Regions from separate parts of the Bactrocera dorsalis genome. Here region 2 is linked to region 1. A link is a contact called in public Hi-C data. All regions are on one chromosome and are shown on one strand. Each heading gives the region's core, a stretch centred on a gene start, on an enhancer-like site or on the middle of the called end of the contact. The rest is flanking DNA. Distances are from core to core; before and after follow the strand shown. Region 1 overlaps LOC105225895 (serine/threonine-protein kinase S6KL). Region 2 holds the start of LOC105225892 (derlin-2).

Region 1 (6,112 bases), core at 1,837-4,336:
CGTTCTGAATTCAAAACTTTGCGCACACGAGTCCCATTGTCGGTGTTTGTCGAAGTCGCAGGTCTCCCAGTGCGGTCTTCATCAGCGACCTCTTCCCGGCCCTCCAAAAAATCCTGGTGCCACCGAAACACACAAATTCTTGCTACAGCAACATCTGGGTAAGCCTGCTTGATTATATCGAACGTCTTTGTAGCAGATTTACCGAGTTTCGCATAGAATTTAGTCGCGTGGCTCTGCTCTGACGAACGCTGCATTTTCGGCTTACACCATTCATTGAAACCCGTCGCGCGAAAATGTTTGTCTTGATTCTCCAGGTGCTAGGAGATAACTGACCAGCCGTTCGTTCATTAGCTAGGAACGCCATCATCGAAGTAGGTGCACGCACGCTCTGAAGCCCAGTCGCGGCGGAAGAAAGTCAGTCCTATTACTTTCCGGACAAACCATGTATACGGACGTACGTACTTATAATCTCGCCAGAAGCACTTGGGAACTGCAGAAAATTTTGCTTTTTAGATAGAACAAACCTCTGATAAGTATAGACTCTGATATTAATTTTTGTCTATGTAGTTTCGTTTTTCAGGTTTCACTTCGGAAACTTTCGGAAACTACTCTCATTCTGTCATTAAAGTCTGAAACTGCAATGTACATTATTTATCCTTCGTTTAGTTGATATTTGGTCCTTCATAAAATTATGGATTTGAAAAATGACTTCAAATCTGTAGTCTAACAATCTAAGGTTTTTAGCATCATACTGAAATTTCAATTTATGCACTAACAGAATTCTGCTCAATTGTGAATATAGACATTTCTCATTTTAAGTCGTTCTACACACGTTTGAGAACTTCTAGAGTAGACTTCCTGTTGTGTTCAATTACAAGAATTTAAAAATTCACTGTGTTTGGAAAGCTTTGACATTTGATTTCGGCCTGTTGCTGTTTAATTCATTGTTGAAGATGTGTCCTCCGTCTTTGAAGAATCCGCGTTAAAATAGTACTCGTATTGACAGATCGCACTTTTCTCCTGGATTTTACATTGTCATTACCACATTTCCTCTTTCATTCCATATCCTTTGTTATTTTATGGACATGACAGAGCTCCAACTATTAAGTCTTTTTGGACGCGAATCTATCTAGAGCTCCAATGAAGTTGCTTTCAGGTCTTCATTAAGATATCTCAAAGTGTTTTCAAAGCTATCCATTACCTAGGCAGACAGTCATATGTGCATAAATACTTATCGTGTTTGTGCATATTTTCATATACTTACATGTACCGTTTTATGTCTAGCTGCATTATGTTATGCTCCTACAAACAACCGTTACGTGAACTATTATACGTACTCTCTTTGCAACACATTGCTAAAGTGAGAGAAGTGTTGGAAATTGATTAAAAGACCAATTCGTATTTTTTATTATTTTTTATTTTTTATCCAAAAATTGTCAGTCTATATAAAAATCGTACAAATACATTTTGTTCATATGCATGTATGGTATATAGGTGTTATGTAATCATCGTAATTTGTTCGTATCCACGCGCACACGCATTGTGCGCCACTCAACTGCATTTCAATTACTAAAATGCGTATGCGATCGAAATGTAATTGAAAGTCACAGCAGCCATAAATGCGCATGGATCGCTCAGAGACCTAAAAAACTTGAATTGCAAGTGCCAGCAGAGTTTTCATAAACATTAAGCATACGCATACATATAATTTATAAAATTAAACGTAATTGGTCCATGGTATGTAGGTATTATCTAACGTAGGTTGGTGTTTGCTTTTGCTTTTGCTTTGTCTTCGAATGCATTAAAATAATATCTATCGTTTTATTGTGCGGGCTGCATTTGTTGCTTTTTTGCTTTTGCTTTCAAGGCGGACGTTACTGATGTCGAGCTTTTTCAATTGTGGACTGCTTAGATTAAAAGCTACAAATACATTGTGGGTCTACCCGTCTACCGTTACGTAGTGGTTCTAGAACTTAAAAGTAGTTGTGCATCTTTCGTAATGATTGCGTTCCTCTTATATCCATCGGCAATAATTACTCGTACATACTCATATATATTAAAATTAAATATTCCCTCGTTTGAACTTCACCTTACAGCATTTTGTGGATTTACTTGTATTTTTTTAATTTAATTAAGCTTAAATTACTTTTGTTTTATGTATATAATTTATGATATATCATAATTACTTGTGTAAGTATTATTGCTTGTATGCCATCTACTTGGTTTGTCCTTGTTTGTTTCCGCTCAAGTGCAGCGAGTGTATTCCAATGCTCGGTAATTAGAAGTAGAAGACCTCTGGCTCTCTGTGTGGTGAGAACTAGACTGTCATGGCGGTTGATGTTGCAATCTACAAAGCACTTGTTTCAATTCTCCCGACCGTTATCGGCACACTTTCTTGTATACTGTTTCATAATAACTTTCATGGTTCTCTTTACACTGCCTACGTCATACGAATGGTTCATTGCCTTTATCTTGCAAATATTAATTCTTTCGGTCCCTCGTTTTGTCCGTTTTGTTGATTTCGTTTCTTTCTAAATAGTTTTTACAACTAAAAATAACTAACTATATATTATTAAGAGCGTTGAGTTTGTGACCACGTAACATCGGTCAGTTTGTGTTTTTGCAGAACTTCATACCCAATTGTTTGCTGTTTGAAGTGTGGTCAAATTGTTGTTTTTGTTTTTGAATTTTTGCTGTTTTTTTTTTGTGAAAGGAGGTATTCGATCGGATGCATATAGACTTCTAGTCAGATTTCTCCTCCTTGGATTCGCTGCTTTCCTTAGATTCGGATTCAGACGAATTGGATGACGAGTTGGAGTCTTTAGATTTCTTGCTCTCACTCAATTTCTCAGCCTCGGCAGCAGGTTTCTTCTCCTCCAATGTCTTGGGTTCACTTTCCTTTACCTCTGGTGTGAGTTCTTTCTGTTGTTGCTGTGGTAGCTCAGCTGGTGCGGGAGCAGCGGCGGCGGGTTCTTCAATTTTCTTAGCTTCTGGTGCGGCAGCAGCGGCAACTGGAGCTGCTTGTGCTGGTTCCTCAACCTTCAAGGCCTTGGCTGCGCTCTCTTCGCTGGCTTGTAGTGGAATATCACCGGCTGGTGCTAGCGCCGCTGGTTCGACCTTCTCAGCAATTGGTTCGGATGCAGCCGATTTGAGCAGCTCTTTGGGTGCTTCTGGTAGTTGTTTCTCAGGCTCGGCAGGCTGTTCAAGTGCAGCATCGGTGGTGAGAACGGGTGTAGCGGCAACGGGGGCAGCAGCAGGGGCGGCTTCTTCAGCTAACAAACTCTTTACTGCTGGCGCTACTTCAGCAACAACGGAAGCAGCAGGCACAACGTTGGCATCAACCTCATTTACAGCTTCGCCAACGCGTTCTTGACGTGCTGGAGTTTCCTCCTTCTTAAGTTCAGTAGCAGCAGGAGCAATATCAGCAGTGGCGGCAAGAGCGGAATCAGTTTTCACCACAGGTGTTTCCTCAGCGGCAGAGAGTTCATCCTTCTTCTGTTCGGCTGGTGCGGCTTCAGCAATAATGGTGGATTTGCCTTCAATATTAGTTTTCTCCTCAGCAGCTACAAGGGCTTCCTCAGCTTGCTTGGGCTCCTCAGCGAGACCGGCAGCAGGTGCGGCGGCGGCAGCAGCAACAGGTAGGGCTTTAGTTTCCTCTACTTTGTCATCAGCGCGTGTCTGTTTATCCTTCTTCTCTTCCTTCTTCTCGGCAAGCAAACTCTGACTGACTTCGGCATCGGGAGCGTTCAATGGGAGTTCGGCGGGTTTTAGGTCCTTCTTCTCCTCGGTGGCTAGGGCCGGCGCTGCTGCAGCGGCGGCGGGAAGTTCAGCAGCACGTGCCTCGACTGGCTTGACCACATCGGCAACCTTCTCATTGACCTTTTGTACTTCAACGGACTTCTCTTGAACTTGTGGCACCGCCTGTACTACCGGTGACACTTCCTCATCGGGTACGGGTAAAGCGAATGCGCTGACGAGCAGGGCGGAGAGAATGACTAATTGGAACTTCATACTGCAATAGACAAAAGACAAAAAACGAAAAATTATTATTACATAACCACTTAATTAAGCTGCAAACTAATTTTATTTGCACTGTGTGTATAATTTAATTATGCCTAGCCTAAGTGGAAATGAAATGGCGCCTCTCTAGGGCTTGGTCAATTGGAAAGGTCATATTAATGCGGCACAAATTCATACAATGTTGATTACACAAGCGGAATTCCTAACAATTGAATTTGCACAAAGTATTTTTACACACATATTCCACACATTTCTATAGACCGCCACGTATTTGTATTTTTAACAAGATCTATTTGTAAATCAGTGGACAGATTTCGACTTGTACAACAGCCCTGCGCTCTGTACATCTGCTTAATTTGATTGAATTGTCTGCGCCGCTCTCCAAATGACGGAAGCTTGCAATTTAATCAACGACGATGGCGCAACTGTAGGCCGGCATGTGTAATCTCGAAGCATCCATTGTGCTGGCCGCACATGGCCGCGGTAGGCGAGAATCATATGGACGCGTGAACGCCGTGACCACTAAATTCAATAAGCAAGTTCAACGTACAGCGGGTTGGGGGGCTAAACGCGCCTACCTTGCAAAAGCTCACAAATAATTCTGGAGCATTCCTCCCATCAGCGTAAGTGCTAATTGTAGATGCTAAGTGGCGCGGGCATTATATTCGTGGATGTATTTATATGTCTGGGAATACATGATTTTAGTAAATAAAGCTTTCGTTACATTGTATTGAATGTGAAATTATAAATGACACTCAACTGACGTCTTTGAGAGTGGGTGGTACGCAAACAATCTTGCACATTTCGCTTAAATTCAGTTATTGCAATTCAACACCTTACTTTTTGAGTTGCTAATTGTCGCAGATTGTAAATAAATAAAATGAGTTAGTTGTTTTGATTACTCATTGTTCGCCTGGCGAAACCGCATACCCATTCTTATTTATTTATACTTCACTGCGACGGTTCCATTTATATCACATGATCTAATTGTTTACGTATACTCTAAAGGCTCATAATTTGATCAGCAAACAACGAATATGAGTAAGTGATAACAATTGTCATATTCTGCTTTGATTATACTTGAAGTGAATGCAGCGGTTTTACAACCTAACCTCAACTTATAACTAAGGCTTTCGTCGAGTTAAGCTGCGTTCTTTTGAAAACAAGCGTTAAAAGATTACTCACTTTACTGCTTGTAAGGCAACAATTGGAGTTCACCGCTTTACCGAGTTCAGTAAACTTGGTTATTGGTAAGCGACTTAAAATTCAGTATTTTCATATCAAAAATATTAAAGAATTTTCAAACAATCACTACCGAAACGTCTCAAAATGCTACCAACAAATAAAATTAATCATATTTTTTGTAGTTAAAATGTTACAAGTGTTTTTGGATATAATTAGAAAGATTTTATCGTAGTTGAATGATTTTTTGAGACTCGCTTACAAGCCAACCTCTTTTTCCAAGATCGATATTTAAAGTAACGTGGGTTTAAAATAAGACCCAAGTTGCTTTAAATATCGAAATCGGCAAACATTTTTTTGTTATCTGAGGGTGTCACACAAACAATTAAACTGCATTCCTTTATACATATATATATTCCATACCTATATTCCGCTATATATTTATATGTAAGTTGAAAAAACTGATTATCTATACTCTATTATGTTTGTAGCGCAGCTCTGCACGCCAAATATTTATATGTTTTTTTTCAAAAAAATGAACTCAAAGTTCGGTATTATTATCAGTTGACATTTGATCGCACATTCAAAGTTTCTATTGAAAATACGTGACTCAATTAGTTTTATAAACACTTGTTGAACTTAAGGGAAGATTAAACATTTCACTAATGCAATATTTTCGAGAATATATTGGGTAGTCAAAAAAGTATTTTCGTATTTTGTCAATAGATATAGTTGCAGACGAATATCTCCAGTGCTACCAATCACATTCTGTCATACCATATAGTGTTGGAAAGGTGCGACTTTAAGCTTCATAAAATTAATTATTTAAAGGTTATGCTGAGTGTTTAGTGGGATTAGAAAGGAATCATCCACTATGAGCTGCTCCAGTCTGGTCGAACGATTGATTCTA
Region 2 (6,112 bases), core at 2,590-5,089, 42 kb after region 1:
AAGCAGTTAGCACAGCAGGTCTACGGTAAATTATGAAAATGCCACTTAAAGGTAAAATCCCTCGATTAGAACGCGGCGCCTACTGTGCGCATGACTGGCTGATGTTACAATGAGTAATCTGCAGCGTTCATAAATCTTGTGTTTTGAAAACACTTAAATGATTATAGCTTGGCAAACCCAAGTAAATAGCGGCTTAAGTGGAAAATTGTCCAGGCAACTGCAATTAGTTTTTAATTTAATTGATGTGAATTCCAGTCATAAATGGTCAGCTAATACCGAAAACATATACACATTTACACATTTGTATATAGGAATTTGAAAACATCAACGAGTTGGGATATGATCTATACATAACATGTACATAAGTATACATATATATATATATATTTAGATGATTTTACAAAATAGATGGTGTAGAAAATTATGTCGAGTAAATAATTTCAATTGATTGTTAATATATTTCTAGTTGGGGTTATGTGGAGTTAGAAGGGCTGAAAAGGCGAATTTTCCAGTTTTTTTCTGAGAAGACTTTTAAATTTATTGATCCAAAAATTTGTAAACTTATTAGGTATATTTTAACTGTATTTTAAGATTTAGTATTAGTAAAAATTTTAATTTAGAAAGGATCTACAGCTGATCTTAGGGAGCTCCTCACAAAAAAGGCATTTTGTGGTGAACTGGGCCCTCTGAAATTAAAAATTCAAACAGATTTCGTTAAAGTAATGTTAAGTTTAGTAAAGAAAATCAAAGGTATAGGCAAAATAAAATCGTTTGACATAGCGACGATTTCTTAAAAAATCGATTTACGACCAAAATTTCGTCCATTTTTTAGAATTATAACTGTATATAACCCCCTAAAAAAGTCTTGCATCTTAATTTAACAACACCCTATCAAACAATACAATTCACAGATATATCAGATAGGTATTAACCCCTAAAAGATGGTGAGGCATTCTCTGATACATATGATTTTCTCTCGGTATCAGATGTTGTTGTTATTTTAGCGGCAGAGAACATATCTAAAGTAATTTGGCTGAATGCTGCGAATTGACAGTTTCATAGACCCGACTGTCGTGGAGTCAGCGTTACTACGCAGTAGTTTAATGATTTGTTAATATCGGAGTCCTTGTATTAAATTCTGAGTTATATGCTTTTGTTTCGACTCTGACAGACGAATCACCTTGCCTACGCACTTTAATTAATATGCAGTACCCACGAATCATTTCGCACAAAACTGTCGCTTCTGTGAAATTCTGTGTGTGCATAAATACACTTGTGAATACCCTTGAATGTTTTGATCGCGTCACAGTCAAATTTGCTCAATTAATTTTCTATAATAATGAATCATATGGCCAATGAGGCGTTAAATGTCATTACTGAGGCGCCGAATTTGACGTTTATCCGTTTTGAGCGTCAAAATTTGTATTAATGAACAAATAAATTAACGCTTTTAGACGGAACGTTATTGTATTGCGAAATGCTTAATGAATTATTTATATTTGCAAATTTTTCTAATTTCACAGAACTCATTTTTTGACCGAATTTAGAGCGAAAAGTGTGAAATTCAGAAAATAGGACAGAACTTGCAAATTAACTGTTTAGTGCGAATGCCCGTATGCATATAATATATCGATATTTTGTGTTATATGCCGAAGAAAAGGTAGAGAGCCAATAGAACGTATAAATGTATGTAAATGAAATGTTTAAGCAGAAATTACTAATTTGGTTGGCGTCCGACAAGCGTTAATTCAACTTAATTTGCATGCATTATCACTAGCGCAAATAACGCCAGCTAGCAGCCGCCAAAAGCGTTAAATACGTATGTACGTACATATCGTATACGTTTTATGTATTATTATTGTACATATGTATGTGTGTACGTATGTGTATGCAAATTGTTGCGATTAACCTTAGCTTGATCATAAACCAGACTCCGCACACCTTTCCCCGCATAAACACACATTCATATATAAACATAAGGTAGGGTTTTAAATTATTTATAACAAAGCGTGACTTTTACTATTCGAATGATTCACATTTGCGACGCGTAAATATCGCACGCCTTTATTTTTATTATTTTTATCGTCGTTTTTATAGCTACTCGTGTTATACGTATTTCTCTTGCTTATATTTTTATACCCCAAATAGTATAAATTAAGTTTGCAGGAAGTTTGTTACATCAGAAGGAAATGTTGGCAAATATACTTGCGTTAATATGTAGCATAGGGCTGTCATTCAAGTTGACTGATCAAGATCGAGAAGAAAATCTGTTTACATCCTTTAAGCTATATAAAAATGCAGCTGTGCAGGGTATTATAGCTTCCGTGTAGGCGAAATTAACATTTTTATTATTTTAAAATTTCTCCTGACGATTTTTTACGATTTAGTGAGAGATAAATCTTGAAGTGTGCTAATTCAAGTAGCTACAACTCTGATTTAAATATTAAGATTAAGGTTTCTTATTGTTTTGCGAATAAGAAACGAATTTTAAATTATTAAAAATTAAGTGAATTATCAATTTTGATCTACTATCTAAACAAATTTGCTCAATGATATGCCATATATTTTTATATACATTTGTACTTGCTTATTTTTATAGAGCCCTGATATTCGAACATTCTTGGAAATTGCCCTGCCTGCAGCCTATTCAAAAAGGGATAGTGTTGATCGTGTCACACTTCCAACAACATCAATTTCAAAGCAGGACGTTAGTATTACAGCCCCGGAAACCGTTGTGAATGGGCGGAAACCACAAATAATTGCTACACAAAACTTTCTGCCACCCGAAATTGAAGAACTTCCACACGAGGCTAAGGATGTACTAAAGAGGCTGTTAGAAGTCGAGCCAAAACAGCGTTTGCGTTCAGTTTTGTCACTACAAAAAATTGCACTTTACAAGAATTTCAAAATTTATTCCGAATATTTGCTCAATGTAAGTTGATGATAAATACATACATAATTTACTGGAAATACCAAATAAACATTATAACTTTTTCTTTCAGCTCCGTCCTATTGATATGATAAGTCCTGATGATATTGCTGCCTTCACACAAGACCCAGAAGATGACAACTCTTGGGCAGAAAAACAATTTTACAAATTCTAACTATCATGCAAATTAATGTACAACTTCTAAGTTCAAATTAAAACGTACACATGAGTTTTTACCATGTATCGAATAGAAAGATTCGTATAAGAAAACCTAAGGAGATCTAAAATGTATTAACGCCTTTATTTTTCCAATATGTGTCATATACTATAAATATATTTAAATAAACCGTCAATAGTAGTTATTAATTGAGAAAGCTCCAAACATTAACATAACTAAGAGTTTTTGACAAATATGAAAAATGCTTTATATACGCTCGATGCTCCAATAAAACTCTTGGCTGACTTTTTGCATTAAAATATTTCTCTAATAATTTCCGCGTAAATACTGTCATTTAAAAATAATAATTGCACTACGTTATTAGCCAAATGACGGTAACGCAGTTTATACGAATTTGTCATATCTAAACCCTAACCAGAGAACGAAAATCTTTAAACAAAAGTTAAGCCAGTAATTGAGAAGTTGGATTTTCTCTTTGATTTTGTGGGGAGACGTTTATTGTTAATTTCATAAGTATGTTGTATGTATGTAAAGAAAGTCCAACGCCATTAGCGCAGGATACAATTCATTAGAGTAAAATTTGCATTATTTGCCGGATGTGTGCAATATGATCACAATATGACTTGAAAAATTCCTCACAAATGTCTCAACAACAATCCACTGTTCGAATGTCAGCTGCAAAGTAAAATCTGACATCATTAAAAAAATATACAAAATACACTGCAAAAGCAAATGTCAACGTAAGTTTTTTTTTCGTTGTGCGGCCGACGATGTTTTCATTTTCGCTTATTCTGTTTGCAAATGAGCTACATTAGGTGCGATAGTGGTTATAATTAAAAATTGTACCCAAAAATACACGTCACAAAACAGATTAGACTGATAGCAAGGCACAGCAGCAGGAAGCGAATGTTAGCGATTTCCTGGCGCTGGCGCAGGCGTTGCCTTTATTTGGTGCATATTTAGTTTGGAATAGAAGTGTAGCCGCTGGAATTGCTTAGCGCCAATAAGCCAAGCTTTGACCTTTGCAACGAAAGCAATCGTTATAATACAATAGTACGAAAATCAGAAACGCCATAATAAAAACACTTAAATTGAAGTAACACCAGCGAGGGAATACTAACAACTGCAACTGGTGTCATCTTCATTTACTATTTCTTAGCACTATTATAAGTTGAACGATTTTTACGGAGCCGGAGTAACTAGCAAAAGCTATAGTCGATATGGCATTTCAATCATTGGTTAGATTCTATATGGAAATACCGACCGTGACTCGCATATATACAACAGCATGTGTACTGACGACTGTAGCTGTGGTAAATTTGTGATAATATATATATTTAGTGATTCCATATAACAACCGTCAATTTTTAGCATTTGGATCTGGTGTCTCCACTACAACTATATTTCAATCCTACGCTCATACTTTGGAAACTACAAGTTTGGCGACTTGCCACAACATTCCTATTCTTCGGTTCAGTGGGCATAAGTTTCTTTTTTAATATGGTTTTCACATATCGGTATGTTTGTAAATTTTACGATTCTAATTTTCGTATTGTATGTAAATACATTTACGCTCACATTCAAGTTATTGCCGGATGCTGGAAGAGAGCTTCTTCCGCGATCGCACAGCAGATTTCGTCATGATGTTTCTCTTCGGTGGTGGATTAATGATCTTCTTCGGTCTCTTCGTGAACTTACTGTTTCTGGGACAAGCGTTCACATTAATGTTGGTTTATGTGTGGTCCCGACGAAATCCTTTTGTGCGTATGAGTTTCTTTGGCGTACTAAACTTTCAAGTAAGTAAATTCAATTAAATAAAAGAAAAATCAAAAATGCAAAGTACTTAACAACGCAAGTGCCTTTGCGACATAAATTTTTTTATATATGCTTATCTATAAATTGATTGATAAAGAGGATTTAAAATAATATATTCCGCTTTCAGGCGCCTTACTTGCCATGGGTCCTAATGTGTTGTACAATGATACTGGGAAACACTATTTGGGTTGATGTAGTTGGAATGGGCGTGGGTCATATTTATTATTTCCTGGAGGATGTGTTCCCATTTCAAGCGAACGGTTACAGAATCCTTAAAACCCCGCATTTTCTGTATGTTATTCATTATTTCGTATACAAAAAGTAATTTTAACTATATATGTATAATATATTTAATTTATAGGAAAGTTCTTTTTAACGAGCATATTGAAAACAACATTCCTCCATGGGTAGGCGATCGACCGGGCGGTTACCATTGGGGTGCCGATGAAGCAGAAAATGTAGGCGCACAGGTAGCGGACGCCGGCGCCGCTGCCGGCGCAGGTGATGCCAACGATGTTAACCAACGATAAAATTAAACTACTTTGTTTTTGTACCTCTACCATCCAACGTACTGAGACAATTGCACACATATTTCATTCAAGAAAAAAACAAATGGGGATAGCAGAAATGTCTTAGCACATACATATATACATTTAAAAAGTAAATAAATAGTGAAAAGGCAATAAATAAATCAACTGTTTAAAAATATAAATCGAAATTATCAATATCATTCACCATGTTCATGTCGCTTCTAGTTTTCTTTATTTTTGAAGAGACAATTCATTAAAAATCAGTTTGTTTGGATTTTATACCTTTATTAATAATTTTCTAAAAAGAAATTAAAAATCTGTTTATAAGAATGTATTTATGTACTCTGAGACATAAAAATGAAAGCCCTAGTTGTATTTAGTGTGTAGAATAGTGCTCCTAGAGATTGACAATTTGTCAGGTTTAATTTACGAAATTGATGTCGCTTCAATTTACTAGAGCACGAAGCAGTATGTGTAAAATTAAATACTTTCATATTAGCAGGAATTTCGCTTTACCTATAAATAAAAATTGAAAATGATTACCTATAAAATGCAAAACACTAAACTTTTATTTCGCCTAATTGTTTGTATCTTTATTGCGTTTATGATTTCATTTAATTTAATTATATCTATTTTCATAGTTGTATAATGCAGTATTAA

The links. A called contact is a pair of places that touch in the nucleus more often than the background predicts.
Region 2: a Hi-C map of whole body shows a contact between it and region 1, with 4 times the contacts expected there. The contact joins the promoter of LOC105225892 here to the enhancer-like site in region 1. A contact is called at or near these places in 2 of 2 Hi-C or Micro-C datasets (both in whole body).

Annotation. Positions count from the first base shown.
Region 1 is chr4:69,141,240-69,147,351 of ASM2337382v1, forward strand. All of the region lies in intron 7 of LOC105225895 (serine/threonine-protein kinase S6KL), which reads left to right. It overlaps LOC105225894, which reads right to left. Exons shown (of 2, transcript XM_011204568.4): 2 at 1,400-4,012. The coding sequence starts at 4,011. The coding sequence ends at 2,743. Among protein-coding and RNA genes, the nearest start is that of LOC105225894, 11 kb to the right of the region's middle. Within about 2 kb of position 3,087, the one cell type or tissue checked has open chromatin away from gene starts, as enhancers often do.
Region 2 is chr4:69,182,839-69,188,950 of ASM2337382v1, forward strand. LOC105225892 (derlin-2) reads left to right here and starts at 3,840. Exons shown (of 5, transcript XM_011204566.4): 1 at 3,840-4,420; 2 at 4,479-4,624; 3 at 4,693-4,903; 4 at 5,050-5,213; 5 at 5,284-5,652. The coding sequence starts at 4,328. The coding sequence ends at 5,452. LOC105225895 (serine/threonine-protein kinase S6KL) reads left to right here. Exons shown (of 9, transcript XM_011204570.4): 8 at 2,600-2,932; 9 at 3,003-3,282. The coding sequence ends at 3,104.